Linked DNA regions of Muntiacus reevesi: region 2 is linked to region 1. Evidence: chromatin contacts called from public Hi-C data. All regions are on one chromosome and are shown on one strand. Each heading gives the region's core, a stretch centred on a gene start, on an enhancer-like site or on the middle of the called end of the contact. The rest is flanking DNA. Distances are from core to core; before and after follow the strand shown. Region 1 holds the start of ARL6IP4 (ADP ribosylation factor like GTPase 6 interacting protein 4). Region 2 holds the start of SBNO1 (strawberry notch homolog 1).

What was found. A called contact is a pair of places that touch in the nucleus more often than the background predicts.
Region 2: a Hi-C map of blood shows a contact between it and region 1, with 2.8 times the contacts expected there. The contact joins the promoter of SBNO1 here to the promoter of ARL6IP4 in region 1. A contact is called at or near these places in 2 of 3 Hi-C or Micro-C datasets (blood and muscle).

The regions. Positions count from the first base shown.
Region 1 is chr13:20,886,753-20,893,965 of mMunRee1.1, forward strand. It overlaps ARL6IP4 (ADP ribosylation factor like GTPase 6 interacting protein 4), which reads left to right and starts at 4,509. Exons shown (of 6, transcript XM_065904508.1): 1 at 4,509-4,875; 2 at 5,232-5,405; 3 at 5,813-6,121; 4 at 6,209-6,326; 5 at 6,723-6,792; 6 at 6,882-7,167. The coding sequence starts at 5,243. The coding sequence ends at 6,938. OGFOD2 (2-oxoglutarate and iron dependent oxygenase domain containing 2) reads left to right here. Exons shown (of 7, transcript XM_065904506.1): 1 at 1-130; 2 at 552-608; 3 at 1,341-1,454; 4 at 1,545-1,644; 5 at 2,317-2,444; 6 at 2,698-2,955; 7 at 3,029-4,031. The coding sequence ends at 3,292. It overlaps LOC136145828 (a long non-coding RNA gene), which reads right to left and starts at 5,797. Exons shown (of 3, transcript XR_010658859.1): 1 at 5,620-5,797; 2 at 1-150.
Region 2 is chr13:21,198,912-21,206,124 of mMunRee1.1, forward strand. SBNO1 (strawberry notch homolog 1) reads right to left here and starts at 2,768. Exons shown (of 32, transcript XM_065905091.1): 1 at 2,619-2,768. It also overlaps the pseudogene LOC136146221.

The DNA.
Region 1 (7,213 bases), core at 3,259-5,758:
GGGGACCGCGGCGGTTCCCCGGCGCTTCTGCCGCTGCGCTTGCTTTTGCTCAGAGAACTTGTACGTGGCGCGCTACGGACTTCACGTGCGCTTCCGGAGCGAACAGCAGCTGCGCCAGGACTACGAGCCCGTGAGTGGCTTCTATTGGCTCTGCGGGGAAACGAGAGAGAGCGGTGGTGGAGGAGGCACCTCAGTCCCCGGGGTCGTTTACTTTGGCTTTGGCGCGCTCAGATCGGACGAGAATGACTTAACCTCAGCTGCATCCCGTATTTTCCACCTCAAATGGCGATCATCGTATCGCTTTAGTGAGATTGTCGTGAGGGATCAATGAATGAACTGCATGTAAAGTGCTCAGGGCAGGGCCTGGCTGAGTCCTCTCTGTTATTAACAAGAGCCGCTGCTGTGTGCTGAACGTGCTTATCACATTTCATTTTTACGATGATCCTGTGATCGGATCATCTCCATTTCAAGGAGGAGAAGCTGAGGCTCAGAGACGTTAAGAGACTTGCCCCAGGTCACACTATCACGCTTACTGGTTTTTTTGCTCCCAGATCCTGCGCAGGCGAGGCTGTGTCAGCCCTAAAGACTTCCAGCAGCTGTTGGGAGAGGTAACACTCCCCACCCTCTACCGCCCCTTCTGCACCCAGCCCCGCCCTTCCTGTTTAGATTTGTGTCAGCAGCTTGAGGGGTCTCCCGGCCTCAGGTCTGCCAGTGTCAGATCCTGGAAGGGCTCCTTTGACCTCCCCTTACCTCCTTCCTGTCCCCACTTACCACAGCACCTGGGTGCTGGCACCAGGACAAGAGAAAGCAGGGAAAATGCCAAGTTATCTGCTTTGTGCCCGTTTAAGATGAGAAACTTGCACTCAAGGGGAGGAGTCACCTTACGGTTTCACAGCAGGTGCCACCAGGTGCCACCAAGCTCCTGACTCTTCATTCTCCCCACCCCCCTATCACCACTTCTGCCTGTCTCCCATGGGGAGGTGGTGTGAAGTGTTGAGAAGCTTCCTAGGACAGCCATCTTCAGCCTCTGGAACACAAGACTTAACCAGTACTCTGTTTCCCTTCCTTGGTTGGGCCCAGCTGATGAAGGTGCAGAGATGGGTCTCAATCCAGCCAAGCTGGTGCAGCCCTCAGTGGGATGGGCCCCGTTCTGGTAGGAATCCCCTTCAGCTAAGTTTAACACGTGCCATTTACCCTGGCAGAGTCAGGAACATAGGAAGACTGGGCTCCCAGCTCTGGCCTTGCCTTGAGTTTCCTGAGCCTCAGTTTCCTCATCTGTACGATGGCCTTGGGAGGGATGGGAGGCCCCATTCTGGTAACCAGGCCCTGTGTCACCCCAGCTTGAGCAGGAGGTGGAGCGGCGGCGGCGGCTGGGGCTGGAGTCGGCTGCCAGGAAAGCCCTCATTGCCAGCTCCTACCGCCCAGCTCGGCCAGAGGTCTACAACTTGCTGCAGGTACTTGGCAGGGGACAGGTTACTGGAAGGAGGTGGAGGCATCTGGGCCTGGGGGCTGTCTGCCCCATGGCTGGTGTGTTCTGCCCCCAGGAGGCCGCTTTGGCCCCTGAATTTCTGGCTGCAGCTGAATACAGCACATCGTCAGGCGCAGACCTTAAGGGCCTTCTCCAGCGGCTGGACACAGTGTCAGGTGAGGTCTTGGCCTGCCACCTGGCAGGACTGGAGATGGCAGACTGGGGTCCCTTCACCCACCATATCTGCCTCTAAAAGTCAAACCAGCAGGAGTGAGAAGAGGGGTGGGATGGAACTGTCAGGAGGAGGGCATCTGTATTCACTCACTTGCACACGCATCCACCACAGTGATCAGTAATTCAGTGCTATGCACCAGGCACAAGCCAGCCAGCATCCTCAAACTGGGGTGACTGAAGACGTTAATGAGGGGATGGTTGAGACAAGTGTGGGCTCAGCAAGGGATGTTGAGAGACCTGCCCCAGGGTTAGCAGTGGGGGTGGGAATGGGGAGCAGTTCCCATCCCAAGACCTGAAGGAGGGGGCAAGAGCAAAGTCTCCCGAACCTGCCAGGACCTGGAGCTGGGGGCGGGGGAAGGGTGGCTAGCCAGGATGCACATCTGAATTTGTGGGTCAGACCTCAGGGCAGGATCTAGGGATGGGTGGTGTGTGGGGGGGGGGGTGTCCAAGAATAGGGCACCCTTGCCGCACATGTTATGTCATTTAATCATCACAAGAGCCCTGAGAGGTGAGTACTCACGTCATCCCTATTCTACAGATGAGGAGACTGAGGATGGGGGAAGTGAAAAGGTTAGCTCCCACCTAACCAGCCGTCCCTCCATCTCCCTCCGCAGAGGAGAAACGAATTTACCGGTTGCCGGTATTCACAGCGCCCTTCTGCCAGGCCCTGCTGGAGGAGCTGGAGCACTTCGAGCAGTCAGACATGCCCAAGGGAAGACCCAACACCATGAACAACTATGGGGTGGGTGAGGCTCCACCCAGCCGGCACAAGGAGGCAGGGACGTCCGTGTGGGGAGACCTGTTCCCAGCGCAGACCTTCTCCAAGCCTTGGTCTCCCCATCTGTCAGATGAAATCAGGCAGTATTGTTATGAAGTTAAGCACATTGATGATGTCTGCACAGCGCTCAGCACTGTCCTTAGTGAGGGGCTCCCTCAGGGACCCAGGGACAGGCCCTACCCGCTTCCCTGCTAATTCTGGGCTCCCCCACCCCCAGGTGTTGCTGCATGAGCTGGGCCTGGATGAACCGCTGGTAACGCCGCTGCGGGAGCGCTTCCTCCAGCCGCTGATGGCACTGCTGTACCCAGACTGTGGTGGGGGCTGGCTGGACAGCCACCGGGCCTTTGTGGTCAAATACGCGCCCGGCCAGGACCGCGAGCTGGGCTGCCACTACGATAACGCCGAACTCACCCTCAATGTGTCCCTGGGCAAGGCCTTCACAGGGGGTGCCCTCTACTTCGGGGATCTCTTCCAGGTTGGTGTGTGTAACCCATGGGGCTGGGCTGGAGCCACCGCGAGTACCCAGGCCTGAGTCCCACTGTCCACAGGTGCCTTCGACCCTGGCCAAGCCCTTGGAGGTGGAGCATGTGGTGGGCCAGGGCCTCCTGCACCGGGGGGGCCAGCTGCACGGGGCCCGGCCCCTGGGCACTGGTGAGCGCTGGAACCTGGTCGTCTGGCTCCGGGCCTCAGCCGTGCGCAACCGCCTCTGCCCCATGTGCTGCCGCAAGCCCGACCTGGTGGACGATGAGGGCTTTGGCGACGGCTTCACCCGTGAGGAGCCCGCCACGGTGGATGTGTGTGCCCTGACTTGAGCTTGGCCAGGGCCAGTGTGGCGGGCAAGGACGGAAATAAACACCCTGCAGCCCTCAGCACTTCTTGCTTTGAGAGGACACACAGGCTTCCGGGTCATTCTTTCAGCAGACAGGCTGGCTTAGGTCAGGTTTTTAGACCAGAGCCTGAGACAGGAATTCCTGTGCAAGTGGTTTAAGGAGGGAGCACTCCAGGGAGGAGGAGCAGGACAGGGCAGGAAGGAGCTGGAGCAGGATGGTCTGACACAGCATCCAGCTTCAGCCCAATCCCCTGGGGCTCTCTGGAGCATGAACTGTAGCACAGTTTGCCCCCCAACAGCAGTTATTGGCTATGGGATGTTTCAGGGTATGGAGGGGGTGAGTAACTTCTTAAACATCCACCTCCAGGGCAGTGTGGCTCCCAGTGGCCAAGGGAATCTTCCAGAGCAGAGTCCAGGTGTGGGGTGTCAGCAGCAGACACCATGGCTAAGGTCGAGTGCACCTGTCTTCTAAGGGGATTTGGGTGGGTCACCAATAGCATCTTCTGGACGGTATGGAGGAGTTACTGCAGAGGAATTAAAAGCTGGGACATGGAGCCAGACTGCCTGGGTTCAAATTCTGATTCAGCCACTTCCAGTTGTGACTGTGGGTAAGCCACATGCCTCTCTCTCCCTTAGTCTTTTTTTTTCTGGAGAGTACCTATGTCCTATAGCTGTTTTGAGGATCAAATGACTTCCCATTTATAAAGCAATTTACAACAGTCTTCTGGGTTTGTTGCTGTCATTACTATCAAAGAGTTTGCAACTCAGTGGCCGCAAGACTGGATGAGGCATGCAGCTATGCTATGTTTGGGAGGGTTTTCCATGTTGAAATCTTGAGTTTGGGCTCCCCTGGGAAAGTGGGAAGATCTGGAAACATCCGGCCCCCGTCCACATTGCAGAAACCAGCGAGACCAGATTCAGCTGCCCCCACTCTTGAGGCCTGTGGTACAGTCTTACACGGGTCCCTACATACGTTGCTATGATCTTTCTGGCTTTTATGGATGTCTGGGTTTGTGATCTCTGTATTACTGAATGCAGACATCGGAAAGATCAAGGTTCTGGAGCTCACGGCCTGCAGGTGAAGTCATGTCCGCAGAAAATCCACAGTCGCCGCCTCCCCTGGGCTTCTCAGGGACTGGGGGTGCTGCGGGCCCGCCGAATAGGACAGAGATGGGAGAGGGCATAGCTGCGGCAAAGGGCCTGTGAGCTCTGGGACTGGCACCAGGCTGGAGAGCAGGTCTCTCCGGGAGCTCCGCCTAGAGGCGGAAGCCTGGAGCCCGGGCTCGCCTCTCTGGGAGGTGAGCGCGCCAGACTCGGTTTCTTGGGCTGCCCCACAGACGGAACCTGGGGCTTCAGAACTAAAGCCAGCAGCGCCTCGCTTCGCGGCCGGACAGCCTCCTAGTGCACTGCCCCGGGCCGGAAGTCACCCTGCCGTTGCTTCCTCGCCTCCTCACGCGAAGGCGTGGTGCAGGGTTGGCGGTCCCGTCGGATGGACAGTTGAGGGAGCGGAGCAGCCCCGGGGACTTTCTTTGAGGCGGCGAGGCCGCGGAGGGCACGGGGTGGAGGGTAGGAGCACGTGGGAAGGGGAGAGGAACGCACCTGGCAGCTGAGGAGCTCGGCCGTTCCTAGCGGCGCCTGAGCTGCGCGCGCAGCCGTGAAGCGTCCGCGCGGGGGCAGATCCTTAAAGGGGCCGCAGCGGAGGAGCCGGGAGTCCGCGGGGAACAGGATTGGGGGCGGGCGAGGATCGTACGGTTGCTCCTACTGTCCCTCAATAACGCTGCCCCGGATAGTGACGGGTGCCAGGCCCCAGAAAACCAGGCCGAGTCTCGTCGACTCGGCCAGAGTACAGCCTCCCTGGGAACCCATTCTGCGGGCCAGCCCCGAGATCGATCCTGGGTTTAAGCGCGCCTTCGTGTCTGCAGCTCGCGGCGCTATGGCTCACGTCGGCTCCCGCAAGCGCTCTAGGAGTCGCAGCCGTTCCCGGGGGCGAGGGTCGGAAAAGAAAAGGAAGAAGAGCAGTAAGGACGACCGGAGGAGCTGCTCGGCTTCGAGATCCCAAAGCCGCAAGGCCAGCACCACCTCCTCTGGGGTGGAGGGTGAGGACCAGAGGGAGTGGGAAAGGGATGAGGGGACATGAGGGAGGAAGTTGCAGGCAGTCAGGAGGGCTTCTCCAGACTGACTTTGGGAAAATCGCAGGGTGCACTATTCAGAGGGACACAAGAGTGTAGATCCTCGCTATCTGGATTGAAAGACGCTCAGAATCCAGGGGCTGGGCCAACCCATTGAATACGGAATGAAGCGAGCACTTACTCATATTTTTTGGTGTAGCTGGGTCTAAGATGTGGGGGCTGGCCACCTTGCTTCTGGGCAGACAGTGACTGCGGAGTCGAGAAAGTGCCTCTCCACAGCGTGCTGAAGCCCTGCCAGGAAGTAGTCAGCCTGAGCCTGCTACAGGCCAGAGCAAGGGGACGAAAGTTTACTTCTTCCCCTCCTGGCCTTCCAGCCTCACCTTCTCCCTGCATCACAGAGAGAAGCAAGCACAAGGCCCGGAGGAGACCACGATCCAGCTCCTCCTCCTCTTCTTCCAGTTCTTCTAGCTCCTCTTCCTCTTCGTCCTCCTCCTCTTCCTCCAGCGATGGCCGGAAGAAGCGGGGGAAGCACAAGGACAAGAAGAGGAAGAAGAAGAAGAAAAGGAAGAAGAAGCTGAAGAAGAGAGGCAAGGAGAAGGCCAAAATGCAGCAAACCGAGGCTCTGCCCGGACCCTCGCTGGACCAGTGGCACAGAGCGGCCAAGGAGGAAGAGGATGGCCCAGGTACTGTGCTGCCCACCCGGTGTGCAGGGCAGGGAGGCTCCCCTCCCTGAGGCCCCGCCACCACCTCCCTGCCATCTTACCTTCCAGTCCTGACGGACGAGCAGAAGTCCCGCATCCAGGCCATGAAGCCCATGACCAAGGAGGAGTGGGATGCCCGGCAGAGCGTCATCCGCAAGGTGGTGGATCCGGAGACAGGACGCACCAGGTGGGGCGTGCTGGCCCCAGACCGCATTCTCAGGAGGAGGGATGGGGCTGCTGCTGCTCTAAACAGGCTGAGGACCAGGGGAAATGTACCTTGTTGATGAGACTTCTCAGGCCATTGCTCCCTATTGGCTGGAGTAGGCGATTGCAGGGGCTGGAAAGGCCTTGAGGGAGGGTCTTCAAAGAGCCCCAGCTGGCCTGTCTGACAGCAGAGCTACCCTCTGCCCTCATCTCTGTGGCAAGGGAGGGAGGTCAGGAGGGAGGAGTGGGAGTGGCCGGCAGGGTGTGGCAGCCTGTTCAAGGTGGTGGTGGGGCCTGAGGCCTGGCACTCCCTGCCGGGTGCTTCTGGTTCTGGTGCTCTGGCCTCTCAGAGGCTCAGCCTGCCCACCCCCATCCCCAGGCTCATTAAGGGAGACGGCGAGGTCTTAGAGGAAATCGTCACCAAGGAACGACACAGAGAGATCAACAAGGTGGGTGTTGCCCCCTTACCCAGGCCCACCCCCAGCTCTTCTTCTGACCTGTCCCCCCCCCCCCGCCCCCCGTGTGCTTTCTTCCCCAGCAAGCCACCCGAGGGGACGGCCTGGCCTTCCAGATGCGAGCAGGGCTCCTGCCCTGAGCAACCCCCCCGCCCCCTGGCCAAGGCCTGCTACACACAGTGTTGGCACGACCTGGAGGCTGGCCTAGGGTGGGCAGCAGGGAGCCTGCTACGTGTTCTTTCTCCTGCAGACCAGCCTCTGGCCCAGCCTCCTCTCCAATGCAGGGAGTGGAGGTCGGGGTCACTGGCCGAGTCAGCTCCCCCATCTCCCGAAAGAGCGCACCTTCCCATTAAATGTTCCCTGGCTGGAGCCATCCTCTGTGTTGTTGCTTTTTGTGCTGAGGGGGAGGGAATGA
Region 2 (7,213 bases), core at 1,518-4,017, 310 kb after region 1:
GCAGAATTACAAACCTAGGATGGCTGATATCACATCACCCAGATTCTGTGTTTTGAATCCCATACCAGTATGTTTCAAACTGCCAGTCACAACACAATGAATTGTCAAATAATTTATGTTATGACCAGTACTTTTAAAATGTTTCAAATATAGACTATTCAAATATGTTAAACACAGAACAGAATTAGTGCAGCACACAGTAAAAGGTAAACATTATTACACAAAACTCAGTTCTACACATGTATTAATGTGCTAGTTCACAATATAAAACACATTTCTTACTATGGAATACAGTGAAAAGGTTTGAAAATCACTGCTTTGTGCTACATACTATCTCCTAAGAAGTAAACAAGCATATTAATTTGATGGATTTTGTACCATATATATATTTTTGTTCATAAGAGAGAGTTCCTGCTCTTCAAGAGCCTACCCTTTCCCTCTACAGAAAACTTCAGTGGTATCCCAAGGCTGTCCTTAATAATACTCAGTTCAGCCACATCAAAGTGGATCTATCAATTAGCATAAAAAAAGACAACTGCAAAAACTGAAGGATTACATCATTTTAGTTATTAATTGGGTATTTAATGGAAAACAATTCCTCTCAGAAAGTATCTTTCTTTACTCCAATTTTCGAAAACCCCAGAGCCTCATGAAAAGTCAGGCAACTTGTGAAGACCAGTCCTCAGACCTGCCTGCTTTCTTACTTCACAGGCAGGTCAGCAAATCTCAAATCAAAGCTCAATTTAGAGACTAAGAAAGGCCAAAATGTTATCTGTACCTAAAGTCTTCGCGGCTTGGGGGGGGGGACGACTTTAAAAATCTCCATACTGCACATTTAAAAATGGTAATCTCAGTAACGCCCTTAAAACCTGTAAAACTGTCTGAAACATAAAAGCATTCAATGGACGAATGACCGGATGAATGAATTTATCAACTATAAGTCACTCACTAAGCCTCCCTTTTTAACACTATCCAGAAACTGAAGTAAAATTTATTTAAATTTCTGAAGAACTGTAAGGAATAAATTTAGACTGGAAACAGAGTTAGACTGGGAGACAAAAAGCAGAAGCCAGAGGAAAACAGTAAAGATGTCTTCTCTGGTAGGGTAAAAACTGGAAACAACTTCTTTCAATATGAAAATAAAATGTCCCCTTGATAGCAAAACTAATATCCTACTAGCAGTAAATTCTACATTTTACCCTAGAAATTCTGTACAAACTATCTTTTGTGCAGTGATGAAGGCTTTCCCCATTGCTTACAAAAATCAGTTCTGACCGCCGTAAATAACCGGGAAAATATGGGATCCCTTCGCACTGTTAGCTGGTTTAAGTAACTGCAACTCTTACGAGGAATGGCGATATAGCAACTAAGGGTTTGACAGCTTTCTGGGCCCTCCTTGGCCGACACTTTAGAACCCTATTCCGTCTCTAATTCTGGTTACATTGAGAATATGAAATATTTAACTTAACAAACTGCTAATAATCAACTTTCAAAGGTCAAAGGGAACCCAGCTTTTAACCTTCTCCCATCAACACGTGTTCAGTACAAACTTCCGGGTGCAGTTACAATTGGCTGCGCAATTCAATGGATAAAAACGTTGCTTTCTTTGACTCTCATTTTCTCTCCCGTTCTTTTCCCACGTTTCTCAACCAGCGACTCCCCAAAACAAAAGCCTCCCACAGTAAACCGAGCACGCACATAAAAAAGAGCTTCTCTGTGCGAGGATCAAGTTAGTGGTCCGCAAACATTAACCAAACAGAAGCACAAAGCCGGGGTGGAAAGGGGAGGAGCTGGATGCCAGGGTCAGGAAAGAAACAATCACAAGGGTTCAGGAACATCCAAATCTCCTCAGCGGTTAAACCGACTTCAAACCACTTCTGGGAAACCACCAGCATACACTGGTTTAGGGAACTTTAGATGCTCGTTACGCCAAACACTCTCAAAGTAAGCAAATCCCCAACCGACTTGACCCTCCACAGAGATGCCTGCTTAGTGTCTAGGAGGCGGACGAGCGAGCTTGGGGCAAAATTAACTTCATCACGGGGTGAAGCGTGAAGGTGGCCCCACGTGTCCCACGTACCGTCCCCACCACCCCGACAGCGAGGTGACCAGCAAATTGTAGGTGCGGTGTCCCGTCGCTCCCCGCAATCGCCCTGAACCGGAGCAATCCTTGGATACGAGGACTTTTGAAGGATTGCGGAGCTCACTTTCCTGCGGGTCCCGGGACCTCACAGCCCCCTAGTCCAGCCGCGGAACCAAAGGCGGCGAACCAAGCAGAGCCGGAGCCGGCGTCCGCAGACGATGACTCCTCGCTCAAACGAGGTGCCTCCAACCCGGGACAGCGGGGCCCTCGGGGCCCGAGAGCCCCACGCGCGGCGACCGCAGGGCCCGGCGCTGACGGCGGAGGAAGCGAGCGCGGCGGCGCCGCCGCCGGGACTGTGCCCCCGAAGACCCCGGGGCGCGCAGCGGAGGGAGCGGCGAGGGAGGCCCCAAGCCAGGGTGAGGTGGCGGCCCCCCCCCCCAGCCCGGCCCCGCACGGCCCCCTGAGGAGGGTGCGAGTGGGAAGCTGTCCGGGAGAAGGAGTGTGGAGGCAGAAAAGGGATAAGGGGTGGACTTACTTTCCCCGCCGGATCCGACACCGGAACAGCTTCTCTCAGGTGACGAGAGCTTGAAGAACCAGAGGCGACGGGAGCGGAGGCGGCGGTGGCGGCGGCAGCAGCGGCGTCCGGCTCTGCCTACCTCCCCGCCGCCATCTTGACGCCCCTCCCCCCAACCCCCCGCCCCACGGGGAGGGGGTGGGACGACGGATGAGGCGCCGCGCGCACGCAGCGCGCGCCGCGCGACCCACGTGACTTCCTCCCTCCCCCCCCCCCGCCCCCAACACCCCACTCCGCAGCGCTCCTCTCCGCCCCGCCTCCCTCCTAGGTGAAGGAAGATGATTTCCACCCCCCCATGACCGCCCCCTGCCTTCGCCGCCAAGCACGAACTCCGTCGCTCTCGCCGACAGGGTACCAGTGGTTGGATCCAAGGGAATTCCGGAACCCAAACGGTCCATTACCGCGGCTCCCGGGTGGGCGAGGGGTGAGGGGGCCGGGTTTCCGAGAAGGGGGAGGGGGGGAAGGCGAAGGCCGCCTAAGAGAGTCACGTGTCTACTGCTTCCGCCGGCGCTCGAAAGACCTCGCGAGAGTTCCGTTCCTCCTCCCTTTCTCCCCCGCGGGTTGTCGGGAAGAAGGTCGGTGCTTTGACTTGCCACGAGGAGGTCAGCTGGTGGGCCAGGCGCATGCGTGCCACACCTGCTTTCAAAGTCGGGCTAGGAGGGGCCTGAAGCTGTTTTGAAAACGTTTTCGGTGTGGCTTTGGCCCAGGAAGTTACCTAGTAGCGTCTCTGTCACTTTGAAACGCTTGTTATCTTAATGAATTCTAGAAAAAAATATTCGCCTACTTATTGCTTCTTAGGCTTGCTCAAAGCACTTTATTCAATGTGAAACCGCAAGTAACTGGAGCCCCTCGGTTGGTCTGTTACCATAGTCAGATCCTAAGGAGTGAGAGCGCGGTTAGACCCTCTTTCTCTTTTTCTCGCGCACATCCACTAACCTGAACAAACTGTTGCTCTCAATTAATGATTGCTACAGGTCTGTTGCTACCTCCTCTCTCTTCCTTATTTTTGTATTCTCCGTTATGATTATTGTTATTGGTACTATTACTAAATGACCTGACCCAGAATAAACAAATTAACTTGGTAACCCTTTTGTAAAGTCATCCTGAGAATGCTGTTTGAATCGGTTGCTTAGGTAATGGGCACGCTGGGTGACTCTTGCCCTCTACCGGTGGCGCGTCGAACTCGCCTTGTGCTCAAAGCAAATTTAGTAGTTTGGTTAACTGGGAGGTAAAAGTGTCAGCTCTTAGACACAGTATGGGGCTAGGAGAGTAGGGGGGGAAATTACGGCAAGAATAACTGAGTCTTCCAACGTAGCGTCTATATACATAAATATGTATTGTTCAGTTCAGTTAGTCGTGTCCAACCCTTTGCAACCCCGGGGACTATAGCACAGGCCAGGCTTCCCTGTCCATCACCAACTCCCGGAGCTTGCTCAAACTCTTGTCCATCAAGTCAGTGATGCCATCCAACCATCTCATCCTCTGTCGTCCGTCCCCTTCTCCTCCTGCCTTCAATCTTTCCCAGCATCAGGGTCTTTTCTAATGAGTTAGTTCGTCACATCAGGTGGCCAAAGTATTGGAGTATTGGAGCTTCAGCGTCAGTCCTTCAGTGAATATTCCGGACTGATTTCCTTTAGGATTGTCTAGTTTGATCTCCTTGCAGTCCAAGGGTCTTCTCCAACACCACAGTTCAAAAGCACCAATTTATATGTATTATATATGTGTACGTATAAATAAATATTTTAAAGTGTGTTAGTGGCTCAGTCGTGTCCGACTCTTTGCGACCCCATGGAATGTAGCCTGCCAGGCTCCTCTGTTCATGAAAATTCTCCAGGCAAAAATACTGGATTGGGTAGTCGGTCCCTTCTTCAGGAGACCTTCCAGACCCAGGGATTGAAGCCAGGTCTTCTGCATTGCAGGCAGATTCTTTACTGTGAGCCACCAGGGAAGTCCAGGCATTTTAAATTGCAGGTTAATTACTTTGCTAATCACTTCTGTTATTTCATTTACTGCATACACACACACACCCCTATAAAGATAAAAATAATAAAAATAGTTCCATAAGAACAATGCCTTGGAGGAACTTCCCTGGTGGTCCAGCGGGTAAGACTCTGCCCTTCAAATGCAGGGGCGCAGGTTGGACCCCTCATGGGGGGAACTAAGATCCCACTTGCCCCACAGCAAGAGGCCAAAAAAAACCAAACCATTGGATAGCAAGGTCATTCATCTGTCTTGTTCACTACTTTCCAGTAGACTGGTTTATGATCTAGTATAGTTGACAGCAAACAAGCAATTGTCATATTATGAAAGAATGCAGCAAAGAAATCTAAGACAATGTAGTTAATGCATCACTGTCTTTGAAGCTTGGTTGGAGCAATTCAGTTTCCAAGTGGCCCCCAAACTCTAGCTGAACACTGGGACTAGATGAGTCCTAGACCCACCTTTTTTTTGGTACTTCCTGAGCATCTAAGCCAGATTCTTGGGCCCTCCCTAGCAGCCCAGCAGTTAAGATGCGGTGCTTCCAGTGCATGGGGCAAGGGTTCAATCACTGATTGGGGAACTAAGATACCCCATGCTGCGTTCCTCGTGCAAAAAAAAAAAAAACCAGATCCTTGCTGCCATCTCTGCATCATCTCTTTACCCTGAACCAAAGTAAAAGATGGAGTTTCGGGGCATATTTATACAACCTCACATATGCACAGAAATGTTATGCACAAAATTATTCATGGCAGTAGCAACTTGTAGAAGCAAAAGATGGAAACAACCTTAATGTCTTTGAAGAAAAGATGAACTGACTAAACTATGGTACTTTCCTACAGTGAAACCGTTATTAAAAACAATGAAGCACTTCTGTCTATGAGAATACATAATATATTTTGCTTGAATGTACACTCAGGGCATCTCAGAATGACAACACAAGTAGTGGTTGTATCAGGGGATAGATACTGAGGGTCAGAGGCAGAGAAAACTTACTGGAAACACCTAGAATAGAGATACTGCTAGAAGCAGATAATTCAGAAAAATTCCCTATTCAGGCATGGTGTCCATTCTCTTCCCCTGTGGCTATTTATATTTACACTGTACTTCTCACTTCATTAAAAAAATATTTATTGAGTCAGATATGTTAGAGATATTGTGTTAGGGACACAAGTTTAAGAAAAACAAATCAAGGGGAGGGGGTGGGGGGATGTCCCCTTACAGAGTAGTAGGCCTTAATCCTCAAATTACACAAAGAAATGTAAACTTGTAAAAAAAAAATGTAAACTTGTAACTGTGACAATGCAACATAAAAGCTAACAGAACCTATTAGAGTAATTTGATCTCATCAGGGAAATCAAAGAAGGCTTCCTTGAGAGAGTGACAACCTCCTTAAGAGTTGAAAAGTAGCTTTGCGCAGTGGCAGTATCGTAGCCAATGAGGTTTATCCGAGGCGCGATTATTGCTAATTGGAAAAAAAAAAGTGGAAAAGTAGGTGTTAACTTGTGGAAGTGAACAGGGAAATTCAAGAAGAGGAAACATGTTTCTGTAACAAATGTTCTGTAACAGACAGGACTGAAGCAGAGAGAACAGACAGTAACAAAGCAAGTTCAACAGTTATTAAGATAGGGGAGAAACTTCACTAACAAAGCAAGTGCATCAGTTATTACGACATGGCTTTTCTGAACTTTGCTGGTGGTCCAGTGGCTAAGACTCCATATTCCCAATGTAGGGGGCCCGGGTTCAGTCTTTGGCCAGAGAACTAAATCCCACATGCCACAACTAAGAGTTCTCATGCCATAAGTAAAGATCCTGCATGCTGCCAACGAAGATCCTGAGTGCCTCAACTAAAACCTGGTGCAGTCAAATTCATTTAAAAAAAAAAAAAAAATACTGTTTCTCAGCCCCAGACTCGAGCATCTGTGCTCTCCTTTGTGATGCACTGCAAAACTACACTGCTGCTTTGCCAGCTGTTTCAATGTTACTCCCTGCAAGGCTGGAGGTAGGCTGCGAGGCTGGAGGAGGAAAAAGTGTCCTGTGAACTTCCTCCCAGCAACACCTCTTCACCCTGGCACATGCCTTTCCATCCTACAGCAGCAGCTGTATCCATTTTGCAGTTTTTCCCACACTTTACTGGTAGAGCTGGCCTCATCACACCAAACTCTCCTCCCAGACAGGAGGACCAGTGAGAGCATCCACAAGGTCACTCTCTAAGCTCAGAGACACCAGCTGAGCAGAACCCCCTCCTAGGAGTTTGGTATCTGCAACATGGGGCCCCTCCTTTATTTTTTAACTTTGTTTCAACCCTTTACTTTTTTATTTTTTACAATTTTTTGACAATTTTGAAATTACCAGGAAGACCACTTGGTTTTTATTTTGTATTTATTTTTATTTATTTGGCTATACTGGGTCTTAGTTGCGGCATGTGGGATCTAGTTACCAGACCAGGGATCTGACCTAGGCCCTCGGCAGTGAGAATCCTAACCACTGAACCACCAGGGAATTCCAGGGAGAGTTTCTGTTTGCATTTTCACCCTATGCATTTAATATATTTATAATGAATGCTCTGCTATTCATTT